Linked DNA regions of Mus musculus: region 1 is linked to region 2. Evidence: chromatin contacts called from public HiChIP or PLAC-seq data. All regions are on one chromosome and are shown on one strand. The core of a region is the stretch at or near the end of the contact, and the rest is flanking DNA. Distances in the headings are between cores, read along the strand shown.

Region 1 (4,667 bases), core at 1,032-3,531, 550 kb after region 2:
CAGAGAAACCAGGAGTGTTGAGCATGAGTGCTTGTTTTTCCAGTGGGAAAGGTGAAAAAAAAACCTGTTCTTCCATCCAGAAACTTGGATTTGAATTGGAACCGGAAGTGATTAATAGCCTGGTGATCTGCCATACCTGTTGGCCCAGGGCATATCGAACTCCCACAATCAGGACTGGAGGTGGCTAACAGCACAAATGATCTCTATGCTATCAGTATAACTGAGATACAGAGCCTTCCTTGGGCTATCAGGCAAGTATAGCTACTGCTCACTCTGGCCCCGACCTCTCTGGCCATGTTTATTTCATATATGTGGGTGCACTGTCACTGTCTTCTGACACACCAGAACACTGCATCGGATGACCATTACAGATGGTTGTGAGCCACCCTGTGGTTGTTGGAAATTGAACTCAGGACCTGTGGAAGAGCAGATGGTGCTCTTAACTGCTGAGCCATCTCTCCAGCCCTAGAACCCATCTTGTTGGAATTAATGACAGGCACCCTGGGTCAAGTTCTGATGTAATTATGCTTCTGTGTGCCTCGGGGATTGGATTACAACAGGAAACTTTTTTCTTCAAATTATACTGTGATTAAACTAGTTGGTAATGAACTGCCTGAGATCAGACCAGGTTCATGAAGTCAATCTGAATCTGCTTTTTAATCCCCGTCGCGTCATTCTTGATTCCCTGCCCGGACACCTGCAAGGTCCCCTCATTCTCTAATGCTCTCCACATTATTTCCTAAGATGGGATCTGTTAGTGATACTTGAGCTAGGTTCCTGTCCTGCCAGTCCCAGGGATCTCCTCTTCTTTGCCCCAATAGCACTGGGACTTGTATGTGGTGATGCTGGGTTTTAACCTGGGCTTGTACTGTTTTTGTGACTGTTCACTTGAAAATATTTCCATGGTAGGACTGGAGAGGTGGCTCAGCGGTTACAAGCACTGACTGCTCTTCCGGAAGTACTGAGTTCAATTCCCAACAACCACATGGTGGCTCACAACCACTTATAACTGTAGTCCTGTGAGATCCAATGCTTTCTTCTTGTGTGCAGACATACATCCAGATAAAACACCCATCTACATAAAACACATAAATAAACCTTTTAACATTTTCATTGTGATTTATTATTTATTGCCTCATTATAAGTACGCTGTTTCATTTCCAAGCATTTGGAGACTTCCACTGGTTTTTCTGCAATTTAGCTTTAATTCAGAGAGTAATTACTGTATGATTTTGGTTCTTTGAAATTTGTTGACACTTGTTTATGGTTTCAGGTGTAGTCTATTTTGGTGTGCGTGTGTAGAATATGCATTTTATAGCTCTAAGTGAAGTGTTTTACTTACACAAACTAGGTCGAGTTAGCAAATCCCATTGTTGAGATTTTGCAGTTGGGTCCAAAGATGAAGGAGAAGACCAGAGTCTAGTAGATGATGTTGACTTTCTTGGAAATCGGTATGGAAAAAGGGAGCTCGGATTCACTGCCACACTGTTCACAACGATGTCTGTGATCCAGCATAGGTCTAAGTATGAATCCTAAAGTAACTAAGCTTCTGAAGACCGCTGTAGTCTAGTACTCCGGAGCCAGGGGCTGGGTGATTCCTGCAGGTTGGACCAGCTGGTCAACACAGAGCTCCAGACAAGCCTCTCTCTCTTTGTGAGTCTCTCTGTCTCTGCCTCTCTCTGTGTCTCTGTCTCTCTCCCTCCCTCCCCTTTTTCTGTCAAAGGGAAATACCCTAATGAGAGATAACTAACTACAAAAGATTATATATTGGATTGGATATAAATAAGTCCAGCTCATTAAAAGCAAAGCTAGACTTGAGTGGGAATGGATGGGTATTTGTAGTATCTTCAACCATGTACATACCCAAGTCTTCACCACACTCCAAAGGCTCTATTAAGCCAAGAATGCAGAATCTATTTTTAAATATTTACTTATTGTTATTTTTGTTTTGTGTATGAATGTTTGCCTGCCTCCATGTCTGTGAATCCCCGTGCATGCCTGGTGTCCTTGGAGATCAGAAGAGGGCATCAGATCTCCTACAACTTCAAGAATCCAGGATCTTTAAGGAGCCTCTATAAGACAATAAGGAAATATAAGTCAGCTCATTTTAAAATGGAACTTGGTGCGCCCCAGTGGGTTGGTGTCAGAGCTGGATGTTCTTCGCGCTGCCTGCCGGGACAGCTCCAGTCTGGCGGCGTTCCCGGGCGCATCCCGAGAACTTGTGCTGGCCTTTCTTAAACCAGGGAGGCGTTGGGCAGAGCTGGGCTGCGGCTCCGCCCCCGGGGGTTGCCGTTTCCTTAGAAGGCGAAGCCCTAAGCCTGGCTTCTCGCCCGCGGGGAGACCGCGGTACGCCTCCCGCACCCCTCGGGACCAGGACTTCTGCGAGCGCGCGGGAAGACCGGCGGAGCCTGTGCTTCAGCTCGGGTGTGGACGGGGCGGGCGCTGGGGCGGGGCGCGCGCTCGCGGGTTTGAATGGAAGGGTCTAGACCGCCGGAGACGGCAGCGAGCGGGTCCTGAAACCAGAACTCCACCGCCGCCCCGCGCGCCATGAGGCGGGAGAGGTGAGTCGGGCGGGCGTGGCGTCGGTGCCCTGGATGTAGCACCATGGGAACAGCGACACCGGGGACAAACACGGGCTCTGCGAGGTGCGCAGGTGCGTGGTCTCCGAGCCCGGGGACTGCCGCGCAGTTTGGAGCCTTCCTTAGGACCCCACTCGTCGGCAGGGAGGAGCCCGCGGGGTCCTGCTTGTCGGCTGGTCGCAGCAGGCTACTCTGCATCCTCTTCTCCCCCAAATTGGTCCTGGAGCCTGGGCGCTGTGATTAAAGAACCTATCGCCACTTCCCTGCGGTGTTTCCAACCCCTGACCACCGCTGGGATCTGCGAGATTTAATTTAGAACCTAAAAAGAACCCGAGACTTTTAAAAGATTTGGGGTGCAAAACGAGAGGCTATCGGAAACCGGCCCTTTTTGAGGGCGGCGCACAGCCAACCTCCTGTGTTGTTTGAATCGCGCACGCGGTGGGGACCGCTGTGCCTCGGGCCGCGCTTCTGGGTCTCCTCCCGTGGCGGGAGTCCTTTCGCCACCTGGCTGGAGGCGGTCCGGTCTGAACTCAGTCTATTCGTAGGTGTGGCGCCTCTCGCCCGCGCTTCGGCCATGGAGGTGCTGCGGCGCTCTTCTGTCTTTGCAGCGGAGATCATGGACGCCTTTGATCGCTCGCCCACAGACAAGGAGCTGGTGGCCCAGGCTAAGGCACTAGGCCGGGAGTACGTGCACGCGCGGCTTTTGCGCGCCGGCCTCTCCTGGAGCGCTCCAGAGCGTGCCTCGCCTGCCCCTGGAGGACGCTTGGCAGAGGTGTGCACAGTGCTGCTGCGCTTGGGTGAGTGTGGGGCACCAGCAGGTACCATCCCAGGCCGCCCCTCTATAGCTGGTTGGATGGGCCTGCCCGCAGTGTTTCAGGGTTCCCGGTACAGCTGTTCTGCACAGACATTCCCTTCTTGTGACATGACCAGCCCTTCTGCGGTTGTGCCTCACCCTCCCGCTGGCGCTGAGAGAGGAGGCGTGCGTGGGAGCCCAAATCTGTCTGGAATGGAGAGGGTGCAAGGATAGGCCACCCAGGCTGGCGCTGCTCTTTGTCCCCAGGCTTGTCTGCTTGCAGGCTCCTTTGTCAACCTCCCCCCTCCTGGTTCCTGCTTAGTCCAGATCACAGACACTCTTGCCATAAAACACAGAAAGCTCTGGAGGAGCAGTATTTTAGCAGCTAAACTTTATTGTGACCCTTGTACTCTGCTGGACTAAAAAATCCTTTGTGGTACCACGTGTCCCAATGTTTGTTTTGGAAAATAGGCCTTTCAGTTATTGGCCGAGGTCCGACACCCTCTGCAGTTTCCCTTGATGGGAAGGCCCCCCAGGGCCTTCTTGAAGAATATCTGGGACACTTGTTTCTGGGGGTCACACATAGCTAGCTAGCTCAGCAGCTTTCTTTAGCTCCTCTAAGGCCTGGATATGTGATGGGGAAGAACCCTTGATCCTGGACGGTTCACATTAGCATAGCCAGGTTGGGGCTTGGGTCTGTAAGGTACTGCGAAGTGATAGCAGAGACAAATAAATGGGGGAGTGGGTGTGCATTCTCCTGGTTGGAGGGAGCCCTGTAAGACCTGGCTTCCTGGGAGATGTGTGCACACATGCTGTTTTATACAGACTCCACATCTTCGTATTGGGCTGGCCTCAAGGAGCAGGGCTGTGTAAACCTGGCCTGTTCAAGAGTTAGAGGGAGGTGGAGTCCATTCAGTCTGAGTTGGGTTCTCAGGAGGGCTGTGCATGGACAGAAGGGGGCTATCTCTGGGTATGTGGAAGGTGTGAATGAGAGGTTTGGTTGGGTAAACTTGGCAGACAAAAGGAGACCATTGGCTCTTGCTGGAGAAAGGACATGTTGGCCTCTTGTAAGTCCCGAGGGCACTGGTGTGGCAAAGGGAAAGTCCTGTCTTGGGTCTGACCCAGGCAGTTTCTGCCTTCACAGTCCTTTTGACAGGTCCTGAGAGCCTTGAACCCTGGTCTGTAGAAAGGCGCAGGCGCAGAGCCTTGCGCTCAGCAGGAGCCCTCTGAGTACTCAGAGACTTTAAGGCCTTTTCCCATCACCCAGTGCTGTTCCCACCCTCTGGAGTTCAGAG
Region 2 (5,084 bases), core at 1,391-3,890:
TGCTGGGCCCCACTTGGGACTCTGTTTGGAGAGCTAGGACCCTACTGGGACCCCCTCAGCCCTCCAGATTCTCCTGTGGATCTGACACACCCACTTCGAACACAGGGCTGGCCAAGACCCATCTGTGTCACACTTTTGGTTCCCATTTGACACATCGACTCCCGGATACTTCTTGCAGCTTGACGTGGTGTTTGGAGCTGCCAGACCCAGGTGACCCTTATCTCCAGGGAAACCGAGGTGATGTTTGTTGTTGTCAGTGCCCCAGCTCCCAATCAGTGTGGTGCCCTGTGACAACACCCTCCTGGAGTTGCGACAGCTCCTCTGGCTCCTGGCTCTGTCAGCACAGGTGAGCCTGCTGCAGCCTTGAGCAAAGTGCATCCATACCTCTGAGTGACCCTTCAGTTACTTTACCTCCCATGGGGAACACATCGTGGTACACATGCACATGTGCTCTGACGACCTGAAGAAGGGCTTCCAAAAGCATATAGATGTTCATGTAAGGACAGTGATGGACAGTTCCCAGGATTCCAAGAGGGAGCAGAGCCAGGAAAAGGGCAAGATCTCCAAGAGAGAGAACGTAAGGGAATGAAAGAGACAAAGCCATCCAAGACCCAAAGAGTCAACAAGAGACAATGGTCCAGAAAATCCCTGTTGTTAGGGCTTGGTGGGGCTGGGTAGGGGTCTTGGAGCAGAGAGGAGGCTACAGCAGAGTTGGACCGAGTGAGGGGGAGTGAGTCCCCTTGGGAAGTAGGGGCTGCTCAGAAGGCAGGGGGTCCTTAGCTATATCACAGGGTGATAGCTTCTAGGGACTTGGTGGTGATGGCTGAATCCTATACTTGGAATGAAGGAGGGGATAACCTGGGGCTTGAAAGTTGGGCAAAGGTTTGGGTCTCTCCCAAGGGTCTATCACAGGCACAGGGTTCAGAGGTTGGCATCCACACCCTGCCTCCTCTCATGATGATATACAGGGCAGGGCCTCACCAAAGCAGGAAAGTGGGGGGGGGGGGGTTGTGTGGCCTCTTCAACTTCCCAGGGCCCTCAGTTCAGGGTGGCTTTTCCTCTTTAGAAGCCTGAGTTTCATTAATTCTTCCTAAATGTTGACCCAGCACACAGACACACACACACACACACACACAAACACACACACAGAGAGAGAGAGAGAGAGAGAGAGAAAGAGAGAGAAGCAGAGACAGAGATGGAGTAGAAACAGAGACAGAGAGCTGGTTAATTATGAGTGTGAACTTGACTCAAGAGACTTCTAACAGTGAGAGACATCCTTATGCCCAAGTTATCTGTAGTTGGTGAGCCTGAGGGTATGTGAGTGTGAACATGAGTTTGAATTGGTGTGTGTGTAAGAGCTGTTGTGAGCTGTGTATGACTATAGAGAGCTGAATGTGAGCATCTGTGTGTGTGAGTTGGCACATATGTAAGTGTGAGAATTTATGAGTTCTGTGTGTGTGAATGTGAGTTCTGTGAGTGTGACTTATGTGTGAGCATGAGAGGGAGGATGCAGTGGAGTACACACACACACACACACACACACACAAACTTGCTGAAATGAACCTGTCCCATCAGCCAAGCCAGGGACAGTAAATGCAGTCTCTGAGCCCCATTGGATCCCATACCCTGTTTTTTTATGTGACTAAAACACACACACACACACACACACACACACACACACACACGAGCACACATGCACATACATGTGAGCAATAAACACACACAAACACCCATGTACATGTGCTTGTGAACATGCAACACATAGATTCTTGGTAAAGATATTCCTTTACTGGAAGGCAGACTATAAACAAAACACTGTAGTTAGAATGTTATTCTATTCTGCATACAGTTGCTTTCTTTTCTCTCCCTCTCCAACTGCTGAGACTCAATGGACAGATTTGTTTGCCAGTATAAGAATATATCTGCAATTAACCATTTTTAGGTATTAACGTAAAAAATATGACATTTTGTCTTTGAAATCTTTTTAGGGGATTTATGTATTGATTTTTCTGACTTCAGGTGTGACTCTTTTATTACTTGGGAATTCCATACATGCGTGCAATGTGTTTTGGTGAAACCCACTTCTCTCTCACCTCTCCAATTCAACTTCTCCGTTACCCCCTCACTTTTCCATACCCAACTTCATGTGCTTTGTTTGTTTTCTTCCTAGGCAGCCAAATGCTCAACAAGAATGGAGCAGGGGCTCATGAGTCCCACCCATTCAAGGAGCTACTGGTGACTGGGGATGCTAGGGAGAGACAGAGGCTAGTCCATGCTGCAGTGGGTAACCTTACACCTTGCACATACAGGCAGCACAAAATGAATGAAGCTGTGTTGGAACACAGCCACACCCGGCCTGGCTGCCATGGAACCCTGTGCTCAGGTGGGCGCTTGCAATACATCGGACCTACAAGCCTCGGGCACTTGCTCTCTGACTCTTGAAGAAGTTTCAGACCCCTGGCTGGGCTGTGAGGGGACCCAGGGAGAGGGGTGTGAGGCTCTTCATACTGCTGTTCTTTGACAGGACACCAGAGGCTCCCCTCCCCCTGTGGAAAGCTCACACCTCCACTGTCCTGTCCACCCTGACAGAAGGACAAACATTGATCAGGGTTAAATTGACAATAAAAGGGCTGGAGAAACAGGGACTCATCAACCAGGCCTGGCCTCTGAGTTCAACGCAGAGCTAGCTGGGAAATGTTCCGGATGTTGGCCAAGGCCAGTGTGACGCTGGGCTCCAGAGCGGCAGGTTGGGTCCGGACCATGGGCTCGTATCAGCTGCTGGTGCCACCGCCAGAGGCCCTGAGCAAGCCCCTGTCAGTTCCTACGAGGCTCCTGTTGGGTCCGGGGCCCTCCAACCTGGCTCCCCGTGTGCTGGCGGCGGGAAGTCTGAGAATGATTGGCCACATGCAAAAAGAGATGCTTCAGGTAGGCCTTGGTGGCAGGAGCCTCCATCTAGGGGTGGTGATCACTCGGTAGCAGGCAGATCTGACCTGTGTGCCCACTGTCTAGATCATGGAGGAGATCAAGCAAGGCATCCAGTATGTGTTCCAGACCAGGAACCCCCTCACACTGGTTGTCAGCGGTTCAGGGCACTGCGCCATGGAGACTGCCCTGTTCAACCTCCTAGAGCCTGGGGACTCCTTTCTAACCGGAACCAATGGCATCTGGGGAATGCGGGCTGCAGAGATTGCTGATCGCATTGGTAAGGGAGAGTGGTCTGTGACCTCCTGTTATCCCTCCAGAGGCCTCCTGGGGGAATCCTGAAGGTATCTCAACCAGATCAGTGCCTGTTCCATCTGACTAGGCACTCCTTCCTGTGACCCTAATGCCTCCACCACCCCTGAATAGGATGCTGCCTCTTCCAGGGAGGCATCCAGGCATTCTCCCAGCCCTAGCAGACCGGCCTTGTCCAGTTAGGACAAGATTGTTTCTGAAATGTATGGAAGAGGTGTTACGGGGAACCCCCTGGTCTGAGCCCCAGCAGCTCTTAAGATCTTCAGGAAGACTGGAATTTCGGAGGCTGATTCTCTCCCCAAATCTCAGAGCCTTGGTTGTCTGTAAAATGCAGACCTAGCAACAGTTTTCCCTCCAGAGCCTGAGATGGAAGAGGGTAGGCGTACACCTAGACTTCTGCCAGACTCTGGCATTTGCAAATGGCCCCCATGGTTCACAGGTGCATGGTCACATGGTTGGTGGGCATCAGTCATCCAGGCCCAAAGCCACTCTTTGCCCTTCACTGAGACCTGGGTGGTTCAGGTTTGTCCCCTGCTAGGACTCTAGTGGTGAGCAGGTTCATGTGACATGGGACTCAGAGACAAGAATCAGGACAGGTGCTTGGGTCCCGGTGTTCCTAGATCCACAGGTCAAAGCCTGCTTCTTCCTCTCACCCTTCATCCAGCTGTCCATCAGGTGACATGGGATACCTGTGAATGGCACCAGGGGTAGGTAGGAAACCATACCGCCTGCAGTGCTCAAAGTTACCTCACATAGATAATATTTGTGTGATAAGGCTGCCAAGAGCCTCCTCAGCCTGAGGAGGTACACACACACACACACACACACACACACACACACACACACATACACCACCCCCACCACTGAAAAGCTCTGGGCTCAAAGCCCTGGAGGCCAGGACAGTGCTTGCATCTGTGGGAAAAGCAAGCCTCACAGAGCATGCTCCACTTCACCTGTGGTAAAGCCATGTGAGAGCCAGAATGAGTGCGGTCCCCCACACTATTTCTTGTGTATGTGTGTGTGTGTGTGTGTGTGTGTGTGTGTGTTAAATTTTTTTATTTGTTATTTTATTCATTTACATTTCAAATGTTGTTGCCCTTCCTGGTTCCCCCTCCACAACCCCCCATTCCATCCCTCCTCCCCTTTGCCTCTATGAGGGTGCTCCGCCTCCCACTACCCACTCCTGCCTTGCCAATTACACTGGGGCATCAAGCCTACACAGGACCAAGGGCCTCTCCTCCCATTGATGCCAGATAAGGCCATCTTCGGCTACATATATGGCTGGAGCCATGGGTCCTCCCTGTGTACTCTTTAGTTGGTGGTTTAGTCCCTGGGAGCTCTGGTTGATTCGGTTAGTTGATATTGTTCTTCCTATGGGGTTGCAGTCCCCTTCAGCTCCTTCGGTCCTTCCCCTCCCCCACACTATGTCTAACTCACCACCCATTCTGTCCCTGTCATCAGGAGCCCGTGTGCACCAGATGATCAAGAAGCCTGGAGAACATTATACACTGCAGGAGGTGGAGGAGGTACTGAGACACCGGAATCATCGTTGGTGGGGTTGGCTGGAATTCTGAGGCCTATGGCTTGACTTCTCAGTGTCTAAGACTGGCCAAAGGAGGGGCTCCTATACCCAGGATCAGTTTGGAAGTCTTCCTCCGTCTGAAAACAAAACGGAGTCTGGGATGCAGTCCTGTGGGCAGGGCCAGCCAGGCTGTGTGGAGTCAGGGAGGCATGACCTGTTACTGAACTCCAGGGTGGCAGCCCCTCAATATGGGTCAGGCCAGTCCCAACCTACAGACTGCAAGGCAGGCAAGATGCTGGTCACTCTTTTCTTCTTAGCCATGCTTTCC

The links. HiChIP or PLAC-seq counts read pairs in DNA pulled down with a chosen protein or histone mark.
Region 1: a contact with region 2 is called in an H3K4me3 HiChIP or PLAC-seq map of stem cell-derived neural progenitor cells, with 5 times the contacts expected there. The contact joins the promoter of Bok here to the promoter of Agxt in region 2. A contact is called at or near these places in 9 of 39 promoter capture datasets (the HPC-7 cell line, cranial neural crest, embryonic stem cells and 5 more), 1 of 484 Hi-C or Micro-C datasets (liver), 2 of 115 datasets of contacts at active chromatin or transcription factors (pancreatic cancer cells and stem cell-derived neural progenitor cells) and 1 of 9 other capture datasets (embryonic stem cells).

What each region holds. Positions count from the first base shown.
Region 1 is chr1:93,683,294-93,687,960 of GRCm38.p6, forward strand. Bok (BCL2-related ovarian killer) reads left to right here and starts at 2,282. Exons shown (of 5, transcript NM_016778.3): 1 at 2,282-2,561; 2 at 3,125-3,376. The coding sequence starts at 3,154.
Region 2 is chr1:93,132,600-93,137,683 of GRCm38.p6, forward strand. It overlaps Agxt (alanine-glyoxylate aminotransferase), which reads left to right and starts at 2,641. Exons shown (of 11, transcript NM_016702.3): 1 at 2,641-2,925; 2 at 3,010-3,202; 3 at 4,696-4,760. The coding sequence starts at 2,695.